Linked DNA regions of Mus musculus: all the other regions are linked to region 2. The links are chromatin contacts, called in public HiChIP or PLAC-seq, Micro-C and promoter capture Hi-C maps. All regions are on one chromosome and are shown on one strand. The core of a region is the stretch at or near the end of the contact, and the rest is flanking DNA. Distances in the headings are between cores, read along the strand shown. Region 1 holds the start of Ubn2 (ubinuclein 2). Region 2 holds the start of Tbxas1 (thromboxane A synthase 1, platelet). Region 3 overlaps Slc37a3 (solute carrier family 37 (glycerol-3-phosphate transporter), member 3). Region 4 holds the start of Luc7l2 (LUC7-like 2 (S. cerevisiae)). Region 5 holds the start of Slc37a3 (solute carrier family 37 (glycerol-3-phosphate transporter), member 3).

Evidence for each region. A called contact is a pair of places that touch in the nucleus more often than the background predicts. HiChIP or PLAC-seq counts read pairs in DNA pulled down with a chosen protein or histone mark. Capture Hi-C pulls out chosen DNA fragments and counts their contacts.
Region 1: an H3K4me3 HiChIP or PLAC-seq map of stem cell-derived neural progenitor cells shows a contact between it and region 2, with 4 times the contacts expected there. The contact joins the promoter of Ubn2 here to the promoter of Tbxas1 in region 2. A contact is called at or near these places in 2 of 39 promoter capture datasets (pre-B cells and stem cell-derived epiblast-like cells), 2 of 484 Hi-C or Micro-C datasets (both in the G1E-ER4 cell line) and 1 of 115 datasets of contacts at active chromatin or transcription factors (stem cell-derived neural progenitor cells).
Region 3: a contact with region 2 is called in a Micro-C map of embryonic stem cells, with 2.5 times the contacts expected there. The contact joins the enhancer-like site here to the promoter of Tbxas1 in region 2. A contact is called at or near these places in 11 of 484 Hi-C or Micro-C datasets (B cells, the G1E-ER4 cell line, the N1E-115 cell line and 5 more) and 2 of 115 datasets of contacts at active chromatin or transcription factors (memory CD8 T cells and trophoblast stem cells).
Region 4: a contact with region 2 is called in a promoter capture Hi-C map of liver, with 2.6 times the contacts expected there. The contact joins the promoter of Luc7l2 here to the promoter of Tbxas1 in region 2. A contact is called at or near these places in 7 of 39 promoter capture datasets (the 3T3-L1 cell line, the C10 cell line, HPC-7-derived erythroid cells and 3 more), 3 of 484 Hi-C or Micro-C datasets (all in the G1E-ER4 cell line), 7 of 115 datasets of contacts at active chromatin or transcription factors (the HPC-7 cell line, bone marrow-derived macrophages, epiblast stem cells and 4 more) and 2 of 9 other capture datasets (liver and macrophages).
Region 5: a contact with region 2 is called in a FOXA1 HiChIP or PLAC-seq map of pancreatic cancer cells. The contact joins the promoter of Slc37a3 here to the promoter of Tbxas1 in region 2. A contact is called at or near these places in 2 of 39 promoter capture datasets (hippocampal neurons and pre-B cells), 1 of 115 datasets of contacts at active chromatin or transcription factors (pancreatic cancer cells) and 1 of 9 other capture datasets (adipose tissue).

What each region holds. Positions count from the first base shown.
Region 1 is chr6:38,432,550-38,435,249 of GRCm38.p6, forward strand. Ubn2 (ubinuclein 2) reads left to right here and starts at 1,376. Exons shown (of 17, transcript NM_177185.4): 1 at 1,376-2,049. The coding sequence starts at 1,624.
Region 2 is chr6:38,917,708-38,920,407 of GRCm38.p6, forward strand. It overlaps Tbxas1 (thromboxane A synthase 1, platelet), which reads left to right and starts at 1,279. Exons shown (of 13, transcript NM_011539.3): 1 at 1,279-1,534. The coding sequence starts at 1,446.
Region 3 is chr6:39,346,885-39,349,584 of GRCm38.p6, forward strand. Slc37a3 (solute carrier family 37 (glycerol-3-phosphate transporter), member 3) reads right to left here. Exons shown (of 15, transcript NM_028123.3): 9 at 2,456-2,634; 10 at 405-546. Among named protein-coding and RNA genes, the nearest start is that of Slc37a3, 29 kb to the right of the region's middle. Within about 2 kb of position 1,402, at least 101 of the 459 cell types and tissues checked have an H3K27ac peak or open chromatin away from gene starts, as enhancers often do. A contact at or near this core is called in Th1 cells, embryonic stem cells, memory CD8 T cells and 1 more, where this site is marked.
Region 4 is chr6:38,549,896-38,552,595 of GRCm38.p6, forward strand. Luc7l2 (LUC7-like 2 (S. cerevisiae)) reads left to right here and starts at 1,439. Exons shown (of 10, transcript NM_138680.3): 1 at 1,439-2,013. The coding sequence starts at 1,953.
Region 5 is chr6:39,376,452-39,379,151 of GRCm38.p6, forward strand. Slc37a3 (solute carrier family 37 (glycerol-3-phosphate transporter), member 3) reads right to left here and starts at 1,256. Exons shown (of 15, transcript NM_028123.3): 1 at 1,168-1,256.

The sequences.
Region 1 (2,700 bases), core at 126-2,625, 490 kb before region 2:
TTTTTTTTTTTTTTTTCCAGACAGGGTCTCACTATGTAGGTCTGGCTGTCTTAGAAGTCACTAAATAGACCAGGCTGGCCTTGAACTCATAGAGATCCGCCTGGCTCCAGAGTGCACCCACTTCCATTAAGAAGTGTTAGCTGGCCGGGCGTGGTGGCGCATGCCTTTAATCCCAGCACTCGGTAGGCAGAGGCCAGCCTGGTCTACAGAGTGAGTTCCAGGACAGCCAGGGCTACACAGAGTAACCCTGTCTCAAAAAACCAAAAAAAAAAAAAAAAAAAAAAAAAAAGAAGTGTTAGCTGACCTGCAGTTGTCTATGTGGACCATGTTGAAATGTAACAGCCTGTATCTTCCTGACACTAAAGGGATACATCTCTACACCTGGCTTAGAGCTAGCACAATCTTTTGGGTTGAACATTCCATCACCATTTGGTACACCTTTGGAAAGGAATAGAAGAGCAAATATTAAAAACGTCTGTGACGACTCTTTGACTCAGCTCTTCAACATCTAATATAGTTGATGCAATTAACAAGCTTGGGTTTCCTTGAGGATGCGGCAAGGGAGTCTTTCAATTCCCTTTCTATTGAATAGATGAAAAGGGCTAGTAATTCTCGTCCGTTAAAATCTGAATTCCAGTTCGTTTCCCACGATGCTCCAACGAAGCCTAAGCAACGCTCCTTCCCACTCAAAGATGAGCCGTGAATTTTCTTCCCCCGGGAGCATGTCCCCTAAAATAACACCAAAGGCTGCCAAGACGTTCAAGTCTTCAAGAACTGTTCCTTTGCCAGTTCAATTTCCCAACTGAGGCGCGTCACTGAACGTCTCACCGCCATGCGCAAAGCGGCTAGGAAGAGGTGTGGGAGGCAGCGGTGTGGGAGGCAGCGTAGCGCTTTCGGGAGGGGTCTGAGGAGAGTTTAGTTTTCGCCTTTCTACCCTGGACACCTCAGGTGACGGGACAACAGACCGGCGGGCCCGGCGCCGGGCCGCGAGCCCCTCACCCCTGCCCTGGGTCCGCCTGGAATCCTCAGCTGACAACCCTGTTCCCCAGCGCCGAGAGCCAGAGGCCAACGTCGGGCGGGACCCGGCGCCATGACTGTGTCGGTCCCAGGCACATCGCGACGCTCACCCTAAGGGATCGGCGAGCGTGCCTCGGTTTCCGGGCGAGAGGAGGAAATCACTCAGGGAACCCCAAACCCCTCCTTTGAAAGCAAAGCAGAGAGCGTCCCCGTTGCCACGGAGACAGGCCTGTCTGTGACGTCACTTCCGCCGAGCTGTCTGGCCTCCAGACTGTTGAGAGGAAAAGGGGAAAACTGAGCAACAGCCACGACTGTGGACGCGAGCGTCTCGAGTGTGCGCATGCGCCCGCTCAGCGGCCTGCTTCTATTTATGTGGGGGATCCAACATGGCGGCTGCGGCGACCCTGGCGATGGCGGTGGAGCCCATCAGAACGTAGTAGCGGGGACGGGGACCCGGTCCGCACTCACGGTGGCGTCCGCGGGGACAGCTGAGGGTGCTGGAGGGAAGAAAAGTGACGGAGAGCAGAAGGAGAGGCGGGCAGGCGCGCCGTGCGGCGTCGAGGCGAGAGCCGGCTCGAGCGAGCGCCGAGGGCCAGAACAGTGGGGATGGCGGAGCCGCGCAGAGTCGCGTTCATTAGCCTGTCACCGGTGAGGCGACGCGAGGCCGACTTCGCGGGCGCCGAGCGCGAGCCCCCCCGACTGGAGCCGCAGCCGTACCGCGAGCCGGCCCGGGCGGAGCCGGCCCCCCGCGCTGACGCGCAGCCCCCGGCGCGCGACAAGCCGCTCCCCCAGCGCGAGGTCAGCCGCGCCGAGCCGCCCATGGCGCTGCAGCGCGAGCCCCCGCGGCCCGAGCCGCCGCCGCCGCCGCTGCCCCTGCAGACTCCCCCTCCGCGGGAGTCGGCTTCCCGGGCGGAGCCGCCGCCGCGACCGCCGAAGGAGACGGTTCGCCTGGAGCTGGTGCTCAAGGACCCCACGGACGAAAGCTGCGTGGAGTTCAGCTACCCGGAGCTGCTGCTGTGCGGAGAACAACGGGTACAGAGGGTCCCTCCCTCCCGGCCGCCCCACAGCCCGGGCGCCTCCGGACCCGCCGCCTGCCCGGGCTGCTCTGCACTTCGCTCGCCCCGGGGGTGGGGTGGCGGGGGCCGGGCAGCTAGACGGGGCGGGAGCTGCGCGGCTCGGCCCTCCTGGGTGGCCGATGCTGCCCCCACCACACCGCGCCGAGCCGGTTTTCCTGTGCACCTTTCGAAACCTCAGCTTTTTCCTCCTTTTCCTTTCTGTTCCCCACACCAAATCCCGAGGCCCTGTGAGCCGTGCGGCTAGCTTCTTGTGGCACTTCCATCTGTCGTTCCGGTAGAAGGGAAGCGAAAAAAAAACCTTGGGGGACACGCCCCCCGGTCTGAAGCGGAGAGATTGTGTGACCCCTTCTCGGCTCATCCTCATCCTTCCTCAACCCAGCTGTACCGTGCGCCAGGGCTGCTGAGATGGGCTCGTGGCCGGGTGGTTTATTTTCCTTGATTGAAGGGGATTTAAGAGAAATTAAACATTTTCAGAAACTAATGATTCCACGTTAGGAATGAAAAAGTGGATTCGTAATGTGGTTGCACTTGTGTTGGTAAATATTGTTAGCTTTGTGTGTGTGTGTGTGTGTGTGTGTGTGTGTTGAGTTTGTGCACATTGTCTTTG
Region 2 (2,700 bases), core at 29-2,528:
TCACCTTGGACGCCTTAGGGAGCACTGTGTGTGTGTGTGTGTATACACAAGTATATATGTTGTTTTTTCCACAGTGTTGCTCTGGCATGTGCACTGAATTCAGTCACATCTGAGGTTGTTCCTTCCCTGAGCATGGCCATAAACCTGCCGTTGCTCCAGTAGCACTAGCTGTCACTCTGCATGGTAGCTCCTTAATTTGAGCAGACTATCTGACCCTGTGGAGGAGAAGCCTACTCTGAGAGAGGAGAAAGAAAGATGGGGGGGGGTAGTTGAGGAAAAGAACAAGGCTCGTGGGTCTTACCGTAGTACTTAAAGCGCAGAAAGGTTTTCCCACCTCCAGGCCTCCACCCATGCTCTCTTTCTGCTTCTCCTGCAGCTCTCTACAGGACAAACTGCTTTCTCACAGGCAAATCTCAGTGATGGCTTTCCTCCCTAGAGTCTTCCCCACTATACCTCCTAGCAGGCCATCCCACAGGCTGTCCCCGAAGCTCCGTTTTGAGAACCTTCACAGCACTGTTCTGCACTGGTAATTATTCCTTCGTTTGTAGACTGTATATCCATCTGCAAAGAATCTTCTCCAGGGTTGGGGGCCAGCATCATTTGTGAGTATGGCGGATGCTGACCCCATATACACTCTATGAATGGCCGAATAACGTCATGGTGGGTGTTTTCCTGCTCACCCAACCTTTTTATCTGTCTTCAGGATGAAACACGCTGATGAATAAGCAAATAAAATCATCCAGTGTCTTTCATCAAATTAGACCAGAAGCTAGAACAGTCAACCCACACACGACTACGAGTGAGCTTTTACACAACCAACAACTCATGCTGAGAGCGCTCACCCGAGGTAAGATCTGTGGTCTGCACCAATACTGTGAGCATGCCTCTCCTCTCAGTCAGGAGCTTGCATCCTATAACCAATGCACTGGGAGGTGGTTGGCTACAAAGCAGATGATGCTGTCCACCTGGCCCCCAGAATCCATGGAACATTCAGAGTGCCCTGGCCTGTGTCACCACTGAAGTACAGATCGACAAAGGTGTAGAGAGGCAAATCTTGCAGGAGGTCTTTCTCTGAGGACGGCGTATTTGAGAAGCAGTCAATGGTTAACAACCATTTTGCTTCATGATGACCATGAGGCCCGCCTGTCTGCTCCTGTTTCTGGGGAAGCTAACATAAATGTTTATTGACAACACAGTCATCAAGAAAATAAAGTTGCTGATTCATTGCCCTGAAGCCCTTTGTTTCTCCCTCTGCTTCCTTCCTCTTTATAAAGAAAGGCACACTCTAAGAAAGAGCACTTTTGGGGGACTCACTTGATGGGATGTTCAGCTGACTACCTACTTCTTTCTCCACCACCTATATACAGATCAGGACTCCTATAAGGGCAGGAGAGCAGCACCCTCTTTCCTCCTGAGGACCACCCCTCCGGGGTCTCCGAGGAAAAATGGAAGTGTTGGGGCTTCTCAAGTTTGAAGTCAGTGGTACCATAGTGACTGTGACTCTGCTCGTGGCTCTCTTGGCCCTCCTGAAATGGTAAGTGTGGCCAACCACAGGGACTGCGACACTACAAATGTCAGCCCAGGAGCCTGTGGTGCCAGGTGGGGTATGCGGGCGTGTGTTTTTCTTCTTGTCTAATCTAGAGGGAGTTGAGTATTAACACGGCTTCGGAATTAAAAGCAAACAGCCAGGTTAATTTTTTGCTAAAATGCATGAGATTCAAGTGTCAGGAAATGCTGGAGACTCTGTGACTGGGAACGCTACACACAATTAAGTCTGAAAGAAATGGAAAAAGAAGCGGATTGGAAAGGCATCGGGGATGGCTAGAAGGGCTTTCTCCAACCCTGACGTACCTGCTCACCTTGTTTTTTGAAATCATTTCATGTTGAGTTTGCAACGAATTCAGCCTCTTGGCTCACATCAAGTTAAAGACATGGAAGCTCTTCGGCAAACAAACTTTACTGGGGACAGAGATGCCTGCAGGGTTAAGGACAAAGTGGTAGAATAAATTTCCCAATTTTCTAATATGTGGTAGAAGGGGATGGGTGCCAAATTAAGAGCCAGGTGTGGTGACAATGAAGCTGGGGACCCAGAAGGAATCTTAAACTTGTGCTACATACACTGTTGCTCTTTGTGTGTTTGTTAGTTCAACAACAGACCTTGTGTTTTAAAAGCTGGCCCCAATGGTGACTGTGAAGGACAGACCTCACAATGAGCTATATTTGTGTTTACCCAGCGGGGTCCTTACCTTTCCTGGAGATACCCATGGATTCCCAAACACTTGGATTTAGGTTGTCTCTGGGTTTTGAGGGGAAAGTGGAAAAAAAAAAGAAGAGCTGGAAGAGAGTTTCAATTTATGTTTCTAGTGGTAATAAAGCCACCCGTAGATTAATAGCTGGGAAGGCACTTTGAAAAACATCAAGCATTATGCAAATGTGAGGTATTATTCTTTTGGAATTTGCATAGCTGAAAGTGGAATGTGCGTTTGATGTTCTCTGATGATGATATGACTTATTGGAAATTGGCTCTGAAGCCCAGCATCGGGCCCAGTGCTCTTTTGGTTTTTAACTGGTTTGGTTATTTTTTTGAACTTTTCTGTCTCAGCATAGCTGATCTGGCATTGAAACCAGCCACGTGTGAAAACAAGAGCAAAGGGTAGTCCCTTGCCCCCGTCCCTAACAACCCACTTCAATGTGTTCTCA
Region 3 (2,700 bases), core at 152-2,651, 430 kb after region 2:
TGTTTGCTTCCTTGGCTGGAGATAGCGGGACAGTGGGAGGAAGCCAAAATGAACACATTCCTACTCCATCTTGAATCTCTCACAAAATCAGCTTCAAAGCCAAGCCATCCCTGAAAGCACACAAAGGCGCTGCATTTAAAGAGATTTCCAAGTGTTCCCAGGACAAAAGAGCTGATCCATCACCCGCAGACTAAGAGAAGACAGCCCCTATAAACCACAGCCTGTCAGTCTCAAGCTGGCCCTCTTCCTTTGGACTTTTTGTTCTCACAGAAGCTGCGTGTTTACTGGTAGGACGGGTTGGGAAAGACGGCTGTGGAGCAAGCAATAAAACTTCAAATGAGATTTCCTAACTCTGAAAGATGGCAGGCGACTAACCACGCGGAAGGAGAGGCACACATGCGTACCTATGATACCTCCGACGTCGTACCAAATGGACAGCTTGTCAGCTTCGGCTTCCTTCCACCCGAAGTTGTTACTCAGATAAAAGGGCAGCCAGAAGAAGAAGGAGTAGTTCACTAGCTTCAGGCAGGCGTAGGCCAGTGAGTACTGCAGGAGAAACCACAACTGTCAACAAGCAGCATACAGCACAGCATGGGGTCCTCCCTGACCTTACCCAGAAGCCCTCTTTCTTTACTTCTACTGGTTTCCAAAAAAAGAAAGGAGGAAGGAAGGAAGGAAGGAAGGAAGGAAGGAAGGAAGGAAGGAAGGAAGGAAGGAAGGAAGGAAGGAAGGAATTATGCACAGCTTTTTCTTAACTACCCCCAGTTTCTTCTTCTATCATTTCTCTGGTAAAAGCAAGGCAGTGTTTGAAACCCAGAAAGCAGTACACACTGTACCCACGTTTCTTTATTTAGACAAAAGGTCCCTGGTGTTCATGCTTCCAACCACCATCAGCCACAGGCAAATTGGCCTAGCAAACCTCAGCTCATCTTGCTGGCAGCCAGGCTTTCTTGGTTCTCTCCCCGCAAATTTAATTCTGCAAACTACGGAGAGTTAATGACTCAGTCACAGACAGAAAGACATCTACCTGTGGACCACATCCCACAGAAAAGAGCCTTTCTGGAGGGCCAAAAAGAAAGAGCTATGGTTTCCACTGGCCTCTGGCTCTCTTCTGAAAGAGCTGCCTTAAGTGGGTGATGGCTGAGACTCCTGTACTCAACACATACATTATTACCAGGAAACCCTGACTATTAGCATCAAAGGGAAGGCAGAGGAAGAGGGCGGACTTCAAAGAGTGTCTGGCTAGAACTCCTGCACCCCACCCCCACCCCCACCCCAGTGCCAGTGATTTCCCAGGTGCCACTTGTTTTAAAAGTGCTTCCCTGGCAGGCAGGGTAGCAGACACCCCGTAGAGAGCCAAATCCTGACCACCACAGCTCTCAGCCCAGAAGCCTGCTACAAAGACAAAGGCTTAGCTAGACTTCCTCTCCACCCTGCCAGTGCCAGAGAACAATGGCTTAGGAGTACAAAGGAGCCAGCAAGTAAGTTTCTTGTTTAGCCACAACAAACTGAAGTTCTGTCTCTACCAAAACAACTGCTGGTATAATATTTTTATAACCGAAAGGCACTATGTTCATAAGAACAGGACTACAAGGGCCTAAAGGAACCAGAGTTTCCCTATCTCTATCTCTATTTCCCTATTCCCTAGCTCTAAGAATTAGAGAGTGTTACACTTGACTGACTGCCTGTTCGTAGGGTTAGTTTTTTAGCAGAGAGGCAGAGGGCAGAAGAGAGCTGGGAGGGACAGAGTAGGATGGCTGCAGACTTGCATCATGAAATCAGATGCTTTGTGAACTATACAATGAGCCAGGCAAGATGGGTGCCATCTCCATTCCCTGGCACTGAGACACAAGGATGGGTTGGGAGACTTATCCAAGTCTCACAGAAAGTTACTGGGCAAGCTGCAAACACAACCTAGGCCTCTTAACTTCCACTCCAGTGATAGGACCCCCAAAACATGAAGACAGACAGACTGCAGCAGCAGGAGGGGCTCCGCTCAGACAGAGTTGACCTGGACTGCAAAGGTTGTGGAAATGCTGGGATAAATTACCAAGAAATCCTTGTGTACTCTGTCCTAGGACTGGGCAACTCCCTACTCCCCAGAATGATCAGAATTCACAAATAGGCAGATGATGAACCATTCAAAACCCCTCTTGGTCCAGGTAAATCTGAGAGATCAAAATATTTAAAAACTTGTTAACTGTGCCTTGGCAGTTGCATGATGGATCAGCATCAGCATGTTCACGAGTCACGTCTGGACATGCCCGCCCAACCCCTGTTGTCTGAAGCTTCTATATGTGACAGGGTTTCCATGGCTACCAGGGAAGCTGACAGATGCTACACAACCACCTAGGACTGCATCAGTAGACAGTAGAAGGCAGCGTGCTCCCCACCCAGCACAGCACTGAAGGTACCACACCCGGCCAGCTGTGGAAGGAGACCAGGGAGTCCTTACCGGGATGACCCCAGGAAGGCAGCAAGCCTGATGAAAGCTTATGGCCTTCACTTGGACGACAGCCCTGTCCTCCTGGATCGAATAGTTAGGCTCATAGTCATCTTCATTTTCAGCACCATCGATGAGTGGCCTCTGTGAATCTTCTTCCGAGCTCTCCTCTGCCCCGATACTCGGGAGACCTAGGAGAGTATTAACAGCGGCCCTGTACAGACACAGCCTGTGTGCCTGGCCTTCCGAGGCTCTGC
Region 4 (2,700 bases), core at 189-2,688, 370 kb before region 2:
TCACAAATGGAAGAGGAGCAGGTGCCCACCTTGGGCTTCAAGCACTTCACTGGGTAATATTTGTGTCTTGAACCAGAAGGCTGAGGAATTTGGAGAGAGGGTAATGTTAAAAATTGGGAAGAAGCTGGGTGTGGTGGCGCACGCCTTTAATCCCAGCACTTGGGAGGCAGAGGCAGGTGGATTTCTGAGTTCGAGGCCAGCCTGGTCTACAGAGTGAGTTCCAGGCTACACAGAGAAACCCTGTCTCGAAAAAACCAAAAGTTGGGAAGAAAAAGTGGAGAGAGACGACATGTAATTAAAAAAACAAACAAAAACCCAAACAACAACTAAACAGTTTTATGCTAAGTTGGCAGCTCAGTTTGTCTTTTGTGTCAGGGTGATGCCTAACTTCTGCAGAGGTGAAAAATGTCTCCATTCCTAACCTATGCTGAGTCTCCGGTATTCTCACTTTTTAAGGCTATTTTTCTCATAACATTGACACCCTGTCTCAAAAACAGTACTCTGAATAATTGTGTTTTTTTTTTTTTTTGGCAAGTTGCTGACTAGATAACGTAATTTGCATCGGCTCAGTGCCTAGTTAAACCTTGGAATTGTGATGATTCTTTCATATGATTTTAATATGAAGCTGGCGCTAGTTTGAAGTTTTAGTTCCTCAATGCATGGGCAATTATAATGAAACGGCAAAAAATATCCATAATTTCCCAGTTATTATCTAAAGTTGCGACGTTTCAGCTTAAAAGACTCGCCAGTTTTTTTTTCCTTTTCGAAAACCGGTAAGCAGCCGTGGCCTAAGTATTTCCCGTTGGCTCACTCTGGCCTCAGCCCCACCAGCCTTGAGATTAAGAAATCAACTACGGTTGGAAGGTCGCAGTCAGCAGGGCGTGGGAGTGCAGGGCGACAGTCAGCCAAGAACCCCACGGAAACGCTGCTCTGCATTATGGCCTGTCCCAAGCTCTCACTTTGCCCAGCTCCGAATTCAGACTAGCAGCTTCCAGCTGTCCTAAACGTAGCAGAAGGGGTCGGGAGGCCTGATTTCCACTGTGTTGATTTCGCGGTTTGTTTGCTTTTTCTTTTTCCTGAACCTGACATGTCCCGAACTCGGGCACTGATGAGGGGCAGTGGCCTGAGGATAAGGTTAGGTGTCCTCCGCTCGGGCTCGGGGCTCCCACGGGCTTGCGATTCCGCCAGCATCCGTCGGGAAAGCACTAACCCTGAGAACTTCTGTCGCACTACTTACTGCGACTCGCTCTAAGCTCGGCACTGGCTAATTTGCGGCTGGACGCCAGGGCGGCAAACAGCAAAGGCCTAAGTGACCTGCTGCTTAGACGCCCGGGGCCGAAGAGGCTTCGGAGTAGGCTAAAAAAAAAAAAAAAAAAAAAAAAAAAAAGAGCATCATTCTCGCGAGACTCAGCCTCCGAGAGGGGCGGGGTGAGCAGACGTGAACGCGCTCGGGAGCCGTTAGGGTGGGACCCTTCGTAGGAGGGGCAGGGCGGAGCGCAGCGACGTGGATGGCGATTGGCCGAACCCCCACGGGAAACGACTAGGCGCGAGCTGCGTGCGCGCTCCCGTCGCGGCGGCTGCGAGCCGCGTCAGAGCTCGCTTGCTGGGGGGGGGGGTTGACGGCTTCTGGCGGGTGTTGGTGTCGGGAGGAGGCGAGAGTCGGCTTAGCCTGTGTCGCGTCTGTCTCAGGAACCGGACGGAGAGTGAGGGCACCAGGGCTCACTCTCTAGGGGGGCTGCCATTTTCCGCGTTCACGCCGTCGTGAGGAGCGCAGCCCGGACTCTCCACGACCCCTCCGACTCCCTACTCGCGGGCCTCGAGGCCGCGGCGGCCACCGAGACAGCGCCGCACCTCCCCCACCCCTTCCCCTCGTCCCCCGCCCGCCAGGGCCCGGCCGGTGCCCCACCCCCGCCTGCCTGCCCGCCCGACCGCCCGCCCGCTACGCCGCCGCCATGTCGGCGCAGGCCCAGATGCGCGCTATGCTGGACCAGTTAATGGGCACCTCTCGGGACGGTAAGTCGCTGCCAGAGCCCTGGGGGTGGGGGAGGGGCCGTGCCTGGGGAGGGGGAGGCCTCCGAGGGAGCACTTGGGCGCGCGCGTGCGGCCGAGTAAGGGGTTCCCAGATTGGTAGCGCGAGGTCCCCCCCGTCTCTCTTCCAGTCCAATCAGGGCTTGGCAGGCGGTCTTGGGGGCGGTGACCGTGCGGATTGGCGGGAACTGCTGCCAATGCGGCGAGGCGGGGCCTGGGAGCAGAAAGGGGAGTTTGTGCCTTTTGCTGTTGACTTGGCGGGGTTGGGAGAGCCCAAGTCTGTCTTGGAGTAGTGGGGCGGTCAGTTTGACTATTGATCAGGGACCGGCGGGGCGCTCAGGTCTCCACCCCCAGCTCCAGCTCCTTTCCTCTGGGCTTTCGGATCACCCCTCGCCGCCGTCCTCTAGAGTGTGGAGAGAAACATCCCCTCCCTCCCTGGTCTTAACGAAACCACTACTAACCCCCAGTTCCAGGGACGCTTCGTCGAGCCCTTACAGAATCAACTTTTTTTTTTCGTGTGTGTGGAAAATCTGACCCAAACCATGGTTTCTTAAAGTGGGTGTGTTTGGCCCCATTTTGTAGAAGTGTTTAGGCCTATTTTTTTTTCCCACCGAGAGACCTCCATTTTGTTAGACCACGTATTAGAGACTTCAGTAAATATTGGCAAATTTT
Region 5 (2,700 bases), core at 6-2,505, 460 kb after region 2:
TTCTTAAAACTGCCGCATTACCACAGATGTTAAGGACTTAGCTAGCTGTTTCAGGGTTCCTAAAACCACATCCATTTATACCAGGGTTCCTAAGGCCAACTTCTCCCTATTTTCTTTCAAAGACAACTACTTTCTCCTCTGCCCTTCAGACAAAGCCCTAATCGTGCCAGTTATCACTGCAACAACAGCATGTCATCCTCACTTGAGGACCAGGCACTCATCCAAAACCTTAAACAATGAGCACTGAACTGCTCCTGAAAAACAGAGAACTCTGACACTAAAGGTCAAGTCCATTTACTTCACTTCTTTCCTCACTTAAGGATTAAATGAAAGGATTTACTGTGTGTTTAGGGCAGACTCTGTTTTACTTACAAGGAACATCTGGCAAGTGGCAAAAGAATAATTCAACTACCACAGTAGTCGAGGTGTTCTCTTCATCAGTGATTGTTTCGTAAACAGAAATGTGAGTGAAGACATCAAGCAATGGCTAAAGAGGCTCGCCCTGGCAACTAGGTATCCTCTAAACATTTCAGTAAAATATCACGGCATCGCTTAACATATTGCAGAAAATGTTAAAAGTGGACACATCCCCATTGTCTTATCAAAATTAAGAACAGGCCACACTCTACAAATAAGAACAACCAAAGTCTGACATTCGAATAAGAAGCAGAGCCGAATTCCCTGAGGTCGTGGCAGTTACTCGAAAACAAACCCCTAGTTTTTCCACGAAGTCAATTCTCCCTCTGACCTCCGTGCATCCTATCCAAACGCCTCCCACCCTACCTGAAACGTGGCCCTCCTCTTGCTAAACCATGAACCCTTTCCTTGGGTTTCATTTTCTTCCGTTCAAACGTCCCATGAGCCAAGATCGGTGGGCCGAGGGGAACAAGTACCCCCTACCCGGGAGGTCTGCGTGGGCTGGGCTGGGCCACCTTCCCTCTCTGGTGTCTGGTGTCCTCCTCCCTCTGCGGTGCACACAGCCTCGGGACTGCACAGCGGCAGCACCAGGAGCTCCGGTGGGGTCCCGGTGGGGGTCTGGTGGGGGCCAGCTGCCAGCGGCGCCCGAGCCGCCACACCCACCAGCTGTCCGCGCTTCCCACGCCCGAAGCCCACCGCGCGCCCAACCCGGCCAGGACCCCAAGCACCCGAGCGCACGCAGGCTCGCACCTGAGACCCGCCGAAGAACCCGCTCCGCTAGACTCCGCTCCCGCCGCCCCCGCCGCCACCTCACCCAGCGGGATGTGGCCAGAGCTTCCGGACGCTCACGTGACCTCGGGGACAGGTGCATGCCGGGAGCTGTAGTCCGCCAGTGCCGCTTTACCTGCGAGCTGTAAAGTCCACTGGTTGGGTTTAACTGAGCTCCTGCAGGAAGGGACTAGGTCCAGAAATGTTAGCGGAGAAAAGCAACGAGTGAGAGATATCATTTGAGAAGAACCGATAGGCTGACCATTTTTTCAAGAGGAGGCGTTATTCTGTTTTAGACTCTTGTTTAATTAAATGCAGTTGTCCATATAGGTAGGAATAGTCATTCACCTGTTTGTATTCACAGCTCTGCACCCCATTGCCATTGCACCAAAATAAATAGTTCGTATTAAGATCCCCAGCAGCGTAGCTGGAAAGATGATTAAATACATACATATGTACGTACATACATACATCTGTGCATTTTTTTTTTTAAAAAAGATTTATTTATTTATTATATGTAAGTACACTGTAGCTGTCTTCAGACACTCCAGAAGAGGGCGTCAGATCTTGTTACAGATGGTTGTGAGCCACCATGTGGTTGCTGGGATTTGAACTCTGGACTTCGGAAGAGCAGTCGGGTGCTCTTACCACTGAGCCATCTCACCAGCCCACATCTGTGCATTTTTAAAAATGGAACTGTAGAGGGCTGGTGAGATGGCTCAGTGGGTAAGAACTGCTCTTCTGAAGGTCCGAAGTTCAAATCCCAGCAACCACATGGTGGCTCACACCATCAGTAATGAGATCTGACTCCCTCTTCTGGAGTGTCTGAAGACAGCTACAGTGTAATTACATATAATAAAAATAAATAAATCATTTTTTAAAAAATGGAACTGGAGAGACGGCTCAGCAGTTAAGAGCAGTGACTGCCCATCTAGGAGACTTAGATTTGGTTCCATGGTGACTCACACTCTAGTTCCAGAGGACCTGACACCCTCATCTGGCCTCCGTGAACATGACACACACAGAGACATACAAAAACACATAAATAAAAATAGAAAGGGGGAGAGGAAGACGTGGAGGAGGAGAAAGAGGAGAGAAGGAAGATTCCCGTGCTACCACCCAGTTTCCTCTTTCAGGGCATCCAAGGCCAGGTAGTAAGAACGCTTCCACCCGGCGCACGCCTTTAGTCCCAGCACTCGGGAGGCAGAGGCAGTCGGATTTCTGAGTTCGAGGCCAGCCTGGTCTACAAAAGGCACTCCTGGACCTGGGTTCATTTCACAGTTAATCTTATGTCTTCGGTGACATCCACCAAACTCTTCTTGACTTACAGACCAGCTTTTAGCTAAACTTTACTAAAACCCTGAAGGGTTTTGGTTAGGAAAACTGAAGCCACAGCAATAGACCCAAGATCCCCCAGCAGAGGAGACGCTGGAGTAATGAGCTAATGCAGAAAGTCTTAGGGTCACCTAAAAGTAACTCAGCAGCCCCAAACACAGTTTATTATTTGTTTGTTTT